Regions from separate parts of the Sus scrofa genome. Here region 2 is linked to region 1. The links are chromatin contacts, called in public HiChIP or PLAC-seq maps. All regions are on one chromosome and are shown on one strand. Each heading gives the region's core, a stretch centred on a gene start, on an enhancer-like site or on the middle of the called end of the contact. The rest is flanking DNA. Distances are from core to core; before and after follow the strand shown. Region 1 has its middle 12 kb from the start of TRNAF-GAA. Region 2 holds the start of GPR180 (integral membrane protein GPR180).

Region 1 (6,096 bases), core at 194-2,693:
GCCCTCGGAATAAAAAGAAAAGACAACCCTTTGTTCTCTCCGTTTCACAATCCTGCAAAAGGCCTCTTAGCCAAAATAGCGCCTCTAATCTTTAAGTTTTAATTAGCTGCCCACGATTCATAAACTATCAGGAATTAAAATGCTGATACCTCATTCTCCCGAGAAATGGCACACAATTAACCTCTTTTTTCTGGTCAAAGACAGACGTTGACAAAGGGTAATGACAAAATTAATCTCTTTGGGTGGGGAGGCCTGCCACGGCGCTGGGAAAGGGCCCCTGGTCCCGGTCCGCCTCACAAGGGAAGCTCCTGGAGCACACGGGGAACTCAGATTCCTGAGGAGAGCCTTCGGGGTGCACAAGTCAGATCCCCAGGCCATCTCGGGCCCCCAAACCTTACAAAAACGTTAAACAATTCCCCAGCTAGTCAACCTAACCTCCCTCGTTTGTTTTTTTCTCTCTCTAAAAACAGATAGATTCGTAAGGGCTTTGAATAACATCCAAAGCGCTGGCTCTCCACGGAGGTGGGAGAAAAGGCCAAGAAACGCACACCTTCCCGGCATAATCTCGAGATCAAACATACGACCGGCAGGAAAGTTAGATGGAGCTGCTGGTATTCAGCTTATGCTTTTCTAGAATAATTTTCCCCCCTGCCAAAGGTAGACCCTGCTTTTTTTCCCCTGAGGGCAGTTCTCATGGTAAGCAGATTTTTTTTTTTTTTTTCCCTTTTTAAGGCCACGCCTCTGGCCGATGGAAGTTGCCAGGCTAGGGGTCAAATCGGGGCTGCAGCTGCCAGCCTACACCACAGCCACAGCAACGTCAGATCTGAGTCACATCTAAGACCTACACCACAGCTCCCACTGGATCCTAATCCACTGACCGAGGCCACGGATGGAACCTGAGTTCTTGGGGACACTAGTTGGGTTCTTAACCTATCAAGCCACAATGGAAATTCCAGTAAATATTTAAATAGGACAAGTCATAGCCATCAAAATGTAGTGGAAAGCTCATAGAGACAAAATTGAGTCCCAAACCTTTCAACATATGCTCTCAATGAGGATAGGAGGCGGTGATGGGTAGGCTGGAGGCTGTGGAGTCCATGTGCCCGCTTTCAAACCCCAGCATGGCGACTCACTGGCTGTGTGATCTGGGGCAAGCTGTTGAACCTCCCTGAGCTTTTGTTACCTATCTCTAAACTGAGGACAAAAACGTGTGTGGTGAGGATGAAACAGAACCTGGCTCTTCACACAACTGCTCATTAAGATGAACTGCTGCTGTTGTCACCAGAGGAACCCAGATACCTTTTGCAAGTACAAAAAAGAGAAGGATGCTGTTTCCTGTTCAGAACCCTTGCGTAATTCCAGTTGCTGCTCTTTGTTTTTCAGCTTTATGGAGAAGTAATTTGCATACCACTCAATGAACTCATGTAAAGTGTCCACTTCCATGTCTTTCAGCATATTCAAGAGTTTCACAACCTTCACCACGATCAGCTTTAGAACAGTTCCCGCACCACACAAAATCCCTAGATCCACTGGCTGTCACTCGCCAATCCCTCCATTCCTCCCAGCTCTAAGCAACCACTAATCACCTTCTATCTCCGCAGATGTGCTTGTTTTGGATGTGTCATATGAACTGAATCACAGAATATGTGATCTTTTTGTGACTGATTGCATTCACTTAGCATAATGTTTTCAAGGCTCATCCGCGCTATAGCCTATACCAGGACTTCATTTCTTTTTATGGCTGAATAATATTCCATGGCATGGATATACGACATTTTGCTTATCCGTTGCTCTTATTCTTTGATGGAGTCATTGTAAATTCAGTGCTAAATAATAAAAGCATCATAACACATAGTACCAACCATCACCAACACATCCTAGCCCACAGGTGGGTTGGCACACATGACTTCCTTTGAACATGAATGGCTGTATCTGCAGCTCACAGCAATCCTGGGTGGTAGGCATTGTTTAACCTGTTAGAAATAAGCCCAAAGTAATCAGACACCTCAGCAAAGGGGACAGAGCCATGCAGTTATCTGAAGAGCTGGAACTCAAAGTCAGACCTTCTGAACAGAGTTCCTGATTCTGCTGAGCTGCAGTGAGCCAACCTGTCACACAGCAATGGGTGTGTGGAGGTCGAGTGTTAGGACACACTTTCTGTGCCCTGGAGGGAGCTGAGAGGAGATGTTTCCATAATCTCTATTTGTCCCCAAATGCAGCCGCCACCACTACCACCACGGAGCCGGGGTGGGGGAATCTTAGCTTTCTGACTTCAAAGTGAATACATCGAAGCTTCCACAGGGGTTGACCCAATCATTGGGGAAGCAAAACCACAGTTCTTTCGTTAAACAGTTCCATTGTCATAAGCCCTGGCCAAGCCCCTAGTTGAGATATTACAACTAGGCCATTTCTAAGCAGGCCCCACTGCAAGCTCACACACACCTTGGCTCTGGTCCCACAGCCTCATGCGGGATGGCAGGCAGGGATCAGCTCCTTCTTCTGTATTTATTACATCCCTCGTTGAACCCCCTACGCTTGGTTGCAAACACGCACAACAGCCTGCTCCCTCCTATTTCATAAATTTTCCTGCTCCTTCGGCTGGGCAAAAATGACCCCAAATTGGAATTCCCATTGTGGCTCAGTGGTTAATGAATCCAACTAGGAACCATGAGGTTGCGGGTTCGATCCCTGGCCTTGCTCAGTGGGTTAAGGAGCCAGCGTTGCTGTGACCTGTTGCGTAGGTTGCAGACACGGCTCGGATCTTGCCAGTGGCTACAGCTCCACTTTGACCTGTAGCCTGGGAACCTCCATATGCCACGGGAAATGGCCCTAGAAATGGCAAAAAGACCAAAAAGAAAAAAACCCAAATTATTTTACTTTTCAGAAAATGTTCTAAAAACTTCACTTTTTCCATCATTTTTCATTTCCCTCAAGCCCAAAACAAAGTGATGTGTCAACGATAACCATTCATGGACCCAACTGTCATGTGTACCAATGTGTATATACAAAAGCTGGAAACATTCTGGAAGAAGGGGAGGGAGAAGAAAAAAACAGGGGTACAACCCACCTGCAGATTTAAATTCAGTAAAATGAACTGACAACTCCTCCTTTATACCTGGACAAGATGATCTAGACTGTTCTATCCAGGAAAAACCTTCAGCTGCAAGACACAAAACCAGCTGGGACTGGCTACAGAAGGGTGGAAGCTGTAACCAAGAACTGTCAGTTGCTCACTTCTCTCAGAAACTGTAGTCAATCCAGCAAAGCTCATCCTGGGCACAGGAAGTTCAGCGGGCTATAGCACCTTCCGAATGGCTCCATAATTAGAAGCATCGCTGCACGAAGCATGCCAGGATGCAGAGAGACACTGCATGCATGGCCTTGGGTCTGCTCAAGACGAGAAGGGTGTGGGGCTGCAGGGAATCCTGGACCAGGGCCAGCCTTTGACCTTCACCACAGTCAGCCGCTCAGGCCCTCGCTGGAGCCACGTGCCAGTGGCCTTGGGGCCCTTCAGCCACCTGGGCTCACAGTCCTGGGCACTGAGGTGGGAGAGCACCCACTGAGCCAGCATCACGGAACTGCTCTGTTCTCTCATCCTTGATGAAAAAAGGAAGACTGTGTTCCATTTGAAGCTCCTGGACAGAGCCAGTTGTTTTCTCCCCCAAGGAATAATGGACTCTCCTCCTGGTTCATCCTCAGTGGTTGTCTTTGGAGAACCCCAGCAGGGCTTCGTGATGGATGGAATTTTACTCCTCCCAAATATGTACGCTGAAGTCCTAACCCCCAGTATCTCAGCATGTGATCCTGTTTGGAAATAGGGTTGTTGCAGATGTAAAAAGAGGTCACTGGAGTGGGCACCAACCCAATACGATTGGTGTCCTTATAAAAAGGAGAAGTTTGGACAGACACACAATGCTGGATCCTCTTACCCAACTGTACCAGGTCATATATCGAACATGCACCTTTCAGCGACCAGAGCCTCTGCAGTCGGATTCTTAACCTGCTGTGCCAGGCAGGAACTCCCAGACTTTGTTTTGCTTGCATATCTTAGCAATTTAATGATCCACGGCCATCCATTTCCATGTGGGAGAAACTATTATTATGATTATTGCACGGCAAATAAGCACTAATAATACATTTCTAAGTGGCACAGCCCGGCTCAGGTTGCCCTCTTTGATGGCAAATACCTTCCGCCACCCCCACAGAGGCTCTATGGCAAACTGAAGTCAATTCAGCCTTTCAGCAGGCATCTCAAAGAGGCATTATCTAGAAATATTATTGAGACAGAATACTAACTCATGTAGTTCGTATAGGAACATGGGCTCCTGGAGTTCCCATCGTGGCTCAGTGGTTAGCGAATCTGACTGGGAACCATGAGGTTGCGGGTTTGATCCCTGGCCTTGCTCAGTGGGTTAAGGATCCAGCGTTGCCAGGAGCTGTGGTGTAGGTCACAGATGCTGCTCAGATCCCTCATTGCTGTGGCTCTGGCATAGGCCAGTGGCTACAGTTCTGATTCAGCCCTAGCCTGGGACCCTCCATATGCCGTGGGAACAGCCCAAGAAATGGCAAAAAGACAAAAAAAACGGGGGGGGGGGGGGAGCATGGGCTCCAATACATTCTTTTGATATGGATATTGATTAACCTCTGTGGCTTAAGGGCTCCAGGGAGAAACATCTCCACAGGCCTTGTTTTATTCAAGGACATGCATATTCCCCACAGACTTGGTTTACTGTAGGACATGTGAATCTCTAGCCCACTCCTCAACTGATAAAAAAGGAAAGAGAGGAGTGGTGATTTAAACTAAGGAAAGGACAAAAAACCCATAAAACTGTGGGGACATTTCCAACCCTAAAAGCCCTCATGGACAAGGACTGATACAGGGAACTGGGCAAGGCCAGTGGGAGAAAACCACATCTCTCTGGACCCCACACTGGTACCCCCCACATCTTTAAGGGATAAAAACCCCTATAGGACAATGGAGAGAGGGGGCTCTTCTCCCCCCTCCCAGCTGTCCTAGGAGCTCTCTGCTTTCCTGTAGTAAAGACTTGGCTTGCTTGCTGCCTGTGTGTTCGCAGAGTTCATTCTTCGACTGCCGTGAACAAGAACCCGGATTCTGGTACCATCTTTCCGGCATCATTATCACCTTCAACTCCAGGGAAAGGTTGGGCTGTGCTTCCGATATGGTGTCAAGAACCCAGTTCACTAACCAATCATGTAGATCCCCCCCCACCGCCCCGCTTCCTCAAGCCAGCAGCCTCTAATCGGGGCACATCTGAAGCCTTCCTTGTCTCCACTATAAAGGGCACTCCTTTCCACTCCTCCGCCTCTCAGTCTCTGCCAAAATTCAGTGATGGTGGCCTACGCCCTTGGTATAGAGCGAGATCAAAATAAACAGGCTTCGCTTTTTTCATGTGGTGGGATCCTTATTTCCACAGTTCTGTGGTTATGTAAGAGAATGTCCTCATTCCTGGGAAATATGCCCTGAAGTATTTAAGGGTTTTCTGAACCTCCGTGGGTTCAGAAATATAAATATGTACATCTGGCAGGAGGGGGGGGTAGAGTGATAACCCAATGTGATTACAAGTTAAATTAGTAACTCTGGGCAAATGATGACACAGTTCTCTGCACTCTTCTTGCAACTCTTCTGTAAAACTTGAAATTACCTCCAAATAAAATGTTTAAAGGGAAAAAAAAAAAAAAAAAGAACCAGTTCAAAGCTGGTAAGTGACCCAAAATCCTTGTACAGCTAGAGAAAGTGAGCCCTTTCTTTCAGGCCCAGTGAACCAAAGCATGGGCACAGAAATGTGGCAGCTACCAGGGCACTGGCAGATACAGTCCAGGATCCGGCGCTGACAGGTCCAACCCTCAAAAATACCAGGTACCAATAGGCCTGGACCAGGTGACTTAACATTGACACTGTGACAGAAAAATGTCCTGGAAGCTGCCAGGACCTGTGATGTCCAGATGATGTCTCTTCAAAGGAGACCTCCCAAGGACACCTGCTGAGGGGCCAACACCTGCACAGCCTCATAACCCACAAGAGTGAATGAGCCGATAATTGGTGGATTCAATAAAACGTTTCCACTCCTAAGACGT
Region 2 (5,619 bases), core at 683-3,182, 56 kb after region 1:
TATGATCTCCACAAGTTGACCCAATCAGGCAGACCACAGGATGTGCATCTGACACACAGTAGGTCTACTGAATCCTCCTCCTGAGATTTGGAATTGCACTAAGGATTTAGTATAGTCTGGTTGCTCTTCTTGAACTCCAAGGACCTATAAATTTGGGACTTGTTTGTAGCCGTACTCATTCAAATGAGGTGAGGAATCAAGAAACCTGTCTTCAGTGAGACAAAAAACAACGTTGATTATGAAGACAAGAAAGAGAAGAAGCCTCAAGTACTCAAGGCCCAAGTTCTGATTTTTTTTTTTTCAGGGCCAATTTTATTCCTGACCTTGGTGAGATACCATATATTTGTAAATGCATGATGCAAAGTATCCATCCTAAACTATTAACAAGGAATAACTTTGGGTATCAGTATGAGCAGGGAAAGGAGGAAACAAGGACTTCCATTTTTACTTCATACATTTTTTTCCTAAACTGTAAGAATTACTTTTATAATTTGAAAAGTGCTATTTTAAAAATTATTTTTAAATAATATTAATACATCCAGTTTATTCCTGGTCAGCCAGAGATATTGAAAATGCCGGGCACATGAAGTGTTCCCTAAAGATTTCTTTTTCTAAATTTTGAGGTCTGTTGTGAGACCTTGCCTATATGTAACAAAAGCTTGTGTTCAAGTGAAAATTAATTCATAAACATCTATTCATGAAATGATTTTGAGTTTCTACTTTCATCAAGACAGGCATAGTCGTCTAAGCTGTGATGAGCTGGAGCTTACAATATGGTAAGGGATACAGATACACACTTGCAAGACAGTATGGTAAGTGCCCTGGTAGGGCAGTAAGAGAATCTGATTCTAACACAGATTTGAGGGTTTGAGAAAGGCTTCTTAACCTTAAGCCTTGGGAAAGAAGAGTAAATTAGGAAAGTGAGATGATGTGGGGGTTGAATGGTAGATAATGTTAAGTGTTCTAGCCATAGGGATAGGCAAGTGCTACAAGTCCAGGGGGAAGAACTTGCAGTGTGTTTAGCGAACTGACAGTGGCTCAGTAAGGATAGACATTAAAAACAGATGGAAATTTGAGAGACTTGAAAGTCCTGTTCTAAAGAGTTAGGGTTGTGTCCTGAGGCAACTGAGAGCCTTTGAAGGAAAGTGATGCAGTCACACTGCATTTTCCAAAGCTTTCTGTGGCTCTAGGGTATAGATGGACTGTGTGTAACCACTTGGAGAAAATTACTGTTGTCAGATCAGTTGCCATAGGCCAAGTAAATGATGGTAAGCTGGTGGCCTGGATGGGATTGTGGCCGCCACTTCTTAACCTAACTATCCAGAAGAGGCGCCAATAAGCTGTTTCACGGAATTGGATAGATGTAGGGATGTAAGGGGTAGGGTCTGGGGTGTGTCCCACCAATTCTCAGCTGTCTCCTCTGCTGGATGATGGCATAACGCAAGAAGACAGGAAACCTAGAAGGGAAAATCGGTTGGTGCCGAGAGACCACGCGTTAAATTGTAGACAGGTAGAGTTAAGTGTCTTGGAGACATTAAAGTGGAAACGTCCAGTGAGTTACATATGCGCTTTTCTGGAGTATTCCTCTCCACCAGAAATGGTGCTGTTGTATGTCTTTTTTAGTTTTTTTTTTTTTTTTCTTTTTCCGAATCCCGCACATCCTTGAAAGATCTTTTAGCCCCGGCCAGCGCGCCTGCGCATGTGCAGTGGCACCAAGCGCCGGGCGAGGAGGAGGGCAATCATTTTTCCGTAACATGAAGCAACATCCTCCCGGTTTCTCCATAAAAAAGGCGGGAACTAGCCTAGAGGCTGGGGAGTGATGGGACGCCCGTTTCTGCACGCCCCGCCCACTTCAGCATCTGATTGGCGAATATCTTTGGCTCGTGGCGGAGAGGTCCTTCTGATTGGCTGGCAGTCTCCAGGGACGGGCCCGCGGCGCCGGTCCTGCTCTCTTCGCCCCCCACCCGGGAGCTGTCGACGTGGGGCTGCGGCCGCAGGCTGTCAGGGGTCTGGGTGTGCCTGCCGAGCGGGAGGAGGGGATGGGGGGGCTGCGGCTGCTGGCGGTGGCTCTCACCTGCTGCTGGTGGCCGCAGGGCAGCCAGGGTAAGACCCTGCGGGGCAGCTTCAGCAGCGCCGCGGCCCGAGACGCTCAGGGCCAGAGCATCGGCCACTTCGAGTTCCACGGTAGGTGCGGGGGCGAGGAGAGGGGTAAAGGCGTGTGGGCCCACCCCGCGGGCCCCTCCCTTCCCGCCTCGCGTGGGGAGCCTGGAGCCGGCAGCGATGAGGCCGGAGACTTCACCCAACTCACCCGTGCTTCCCGCTCCCGCATTACCTGCAGCCACCCCCACCGTAGCTCCTCGCAAGCGTGGCGTGCATTTATTGCCAAGCCCTCTGTTGCTGTTCCCCAGATCCTTGTCAGTACCCTCCCCCCATTAGTGGCTGTATTCTGCGCCTAAAAGACCCTTTCCCCCAATCCCCTCCGTACTAACGAATGTGCAGATGACTCCCCTGCTGCATGTTTCCAGATCTTTCCCTCCAAGCATCATTTGCTCACTCCTGTCTCAGCCTCATTGTATACGCTAAGGCACCGTAATTACGTGTGACTTGAAGTCCCAGAACTTAGATTTGCTAGGTTTTGTTGTTTTTAAGATAAATTTGCTAAAACCTACTTGCAGCAGAGAGGTTTTGGAAACCAAATAAAAATTTGGTATCTCGTCACAAGTGCCAGAACCGTTTGGTTATGTCCCTACTAAAGGAGTAGCTTTACCATGGACCACGAGGCCTAGAACTAATTTGACAGAAATGCATGCAAGTGTGCCCTGGAAGCTTCATCGTTTGTATCCACGGTGGTCCTTCTGAAATTAGATTGCATTTGATTCTTCCCTTCTAGGTCTCCCGCAAAAATCCATAATTGTTAAATGAAAGAATCTGCATTCATTCTCCACTTTATTTATTTGCACCCTCGAGATTGGAGTGTTGTTCTTGGTACATATTCTTGGTACTTTTAATTTGACTACTACTGTATTTCAAAATAATTATTTGCCTTGGTGAGGTTTTAGGATCCTATAAAGATCCCATAGGGTCTTTAGCATTAGAAGATGCAAGATCAGAGTATTATCCTAGAGAGGATCCTTAGGAGAGTATAATAAAAGTGAGAAGCTAAATGGTTGGGAAAGAAATTGAAAGTCTTGAATTACAGAATTGTTGGTATGAAGGTAGAAGAAACTGAATTTATTATTTTTAATCTGAAGTTTTAAAAATAACTGAGAAAAGGAGATATAACCCATTTTCCAAAATCCAATGTGAAATAGACCTTGGGTGAATGAAGAAGAAACTCTAGAAAGAGTTCAATTTTTTATTTTTTTTGGTAATATTTTCAGTTTCCGAATCAACTGGCTGTAATTATGACCATTGACAGGGATAGTAATGTCACCACAATGAATGGCACAATCTGGACAGCCCTAGAAAGTTTGGCATGTATGGAAGCTGTCACTTGACTTGTTTCTCATGACTTGCAGTCAGGCTTAGACAACACCGATATTTCATAATAATTAAATGACAAACACAAAGGAGAACCATGTAGTAAATCCAGATTTCTCAGGAAAGGTTGAGGAATACCGTGTTCAAGTATATTAACATACACACTTTTCTCTGTGTGTATATTTTCCTGATACCAATTTTCAATGAATTAGAATTCAGTGCTAAACTATATACCGTACTGAAATAATGAGCTCTAAATCAGAATGTGATTTTTAGATGTTATTAGGGCCTTGGAGTCCCTTTTAAAGCTGTTGCTAATTTATAATATAATCAGTTTATATAGGAGACTTAGACATTTTGTGATGCATACTATACATTTAAATTTATTTAAAATGGTTTTTGTTGTTGTTTTGTCTTTTTGCCTTTCCTAGGGCCGCTCCTGCAGCATGTGGAGGTTCCCAGGCTAGGGGTCTAATTGGAGCTGTAGACACTGGCCTCCACCACCAGAGCCGCAGCAACGTGGGATCCGAGCCGGGTCTGTGACCTACGGCAATGCCGGATCCTTAACCCACTGAGCAAGGCCAGGGATCGAACCCGCAACCTCATGGTTCCTAGTCAGATTCGTTAACCACTGTGCCACGGCGGGAACTCCGAATTTGTTTAAAATGTTTAATCCAAAGTGATAATAGTAAAATAAAAACAACAATAATAGGAGGATAAACACTCTTTAGCTGGAAAAAACAGTCCCCTGCTCACCCAGAGTCCCTTTCCCTAGAGACAGCTACTTTTTGCCATTTCTGTTCTAGTCCTTAAATGCACTTGCTGTGTGCAACAAGGCTCCCTCTAGACTTGTCTTACAACATACAGTGTTCTGAAAATTCTTTTGTAAAAGTCACAGATGTCAAACTTTATATCGGGTATAAAAGGTCTCCCTTCAGACTCATTTATTAAACTTTCTTATGAGCTATGTTTATTTTTATAGTAAAAGAATAAATATTAACAGCCATGTTATATTAAAAACAAAAGAAACTTTGTCAGGAGATTTCTATAGTTTGTAAACAAATGTTAAAGATGCCGCATGGTTGTAAAACGAGGCAAAATTCTATGACAGTAAATGTCTGCATAGGGCAGATGCTGCTGTTTATTCAGTGAAAAGCCATCAGTTATCAGCTAAAGTACAAGGAAACACCACATGTTGTTTTGGATAATTAATGCGAGTAATCTGGTGACTTGTATCTGAATGGGACAATCTACCTAATGTGATTTACCTGGTGGTGAAAGTGAGATTTAGGAAAAATGGTGCTCTTTCAGTTCCCATCTTGATAAACAGAGGTATTGAATTGCCTGCCCATCTCGGTTCCAAACAAGACCACACTAGTTAATAATTTTTGTTTTAATGTCCAGGTGACCATGCTCTTCTGTGTGTCAGAATCAACAACATAGCGGTAGCTGTCGGAAAGGAAGCTAAACTCTACCTGTTCCAAGCCCGGGAATTGCTGAAGCTGCGGGAAGGCAGTAATGGTTATAGTTGTAGTGAAAAACTATCCAAAGCTCAGTTGACAAGTGAGTATATCCTGTTTGCTTTGATCATTATGTATGGTTTTTTTCCTCACTGTTTGAGTAGATCAGGATATTTCATAGCACAACATACATCACACTCAGTTGACACCTTGTCTGGTGCACTTTCCATGAAGTTTAAGGAAACTAATCTTTTCCTTGATCAAAAGACAGAATGCCTTTTCCCCTTCTTATTCAGAATATTTGGGAAAAAACTATAATAATTTAGATAATTTATAAAGATGTGCTTTTCTTCATTCAGACTTCTTACGTGTCACATAATTCATACCATGTGGCAGATATATTTTGACCCAGTGGCAGCATGGAGTGACTGATAACATTTGTTGAATGCTTATTATCTGGTAGAACTGAGCTAAACACTAAGCATGCTTTATCTCAGTTAATTGTGTAATTTAGCCCAAGTGATGCCGTTTTGCAATGTGTTATTGGAACATGGGACCTAGTCATCTGGTGACACAATATGTCATTTTGGAATGTGCTAGCACCACATCGTTTGTAAACCCCTAGGTCTGCCTCAAGAGAGTCTCTGCTTTTATTATTCTAATTGCTTCAGTCCTTGGG

The links. HiChIP or PLAC-seq counts read pairs in DNA pulled down with a chosen protein or histone mark.
Region 2: an H3K27ac HiChIP or PLAC-seq map of alveolar macrophages shows a contact between it and region 1. The contact joins the promoter of GPR180 here to the enhancer-like site in region 1. A contact is called at or near these places in 1 of 5 promoter capture datasets (liver), 12 of 47 Hi-C or Micro-C datasets (alveolar macrophages, blood, embryonic fibroblasts and 5 more) and 2 of 2 datasets of contacts at active chromatin or transcription factors (alveolar macrophages and skeletal muscle).

Annotation. Positions count from the first base shown.
Region 1 is chr11:63,662,513-63,668,608 of Sscrofa11.1, forward strand. No RefSeq gene overlaps it. Among named protein-coding and RNA genes, the nearest start is that of TRNAF-GAA, 12 kb to the right of the region's middle. Within about 2 kb of position 1,444, at least 1 of the 83 cell types and tissues checked has an H3K27ac peak or open chromatin away from gene starts, as enhancers often do. A contact at or near this core is called in alveolar macrophages, where this site is marked.
Region 2 is chr11:63,718,118-63,723,736 of Sscrofa11.1, forward strand. It overlaps GPR180 (integral membrane protein GPR180), which reads left to right and starts at 1,933. Exons shown (of 12, transcript XM_021065784.1): 1 at 1,933-2,184; 2 at 4,885-5,043. The coding sequence starts at 2,040.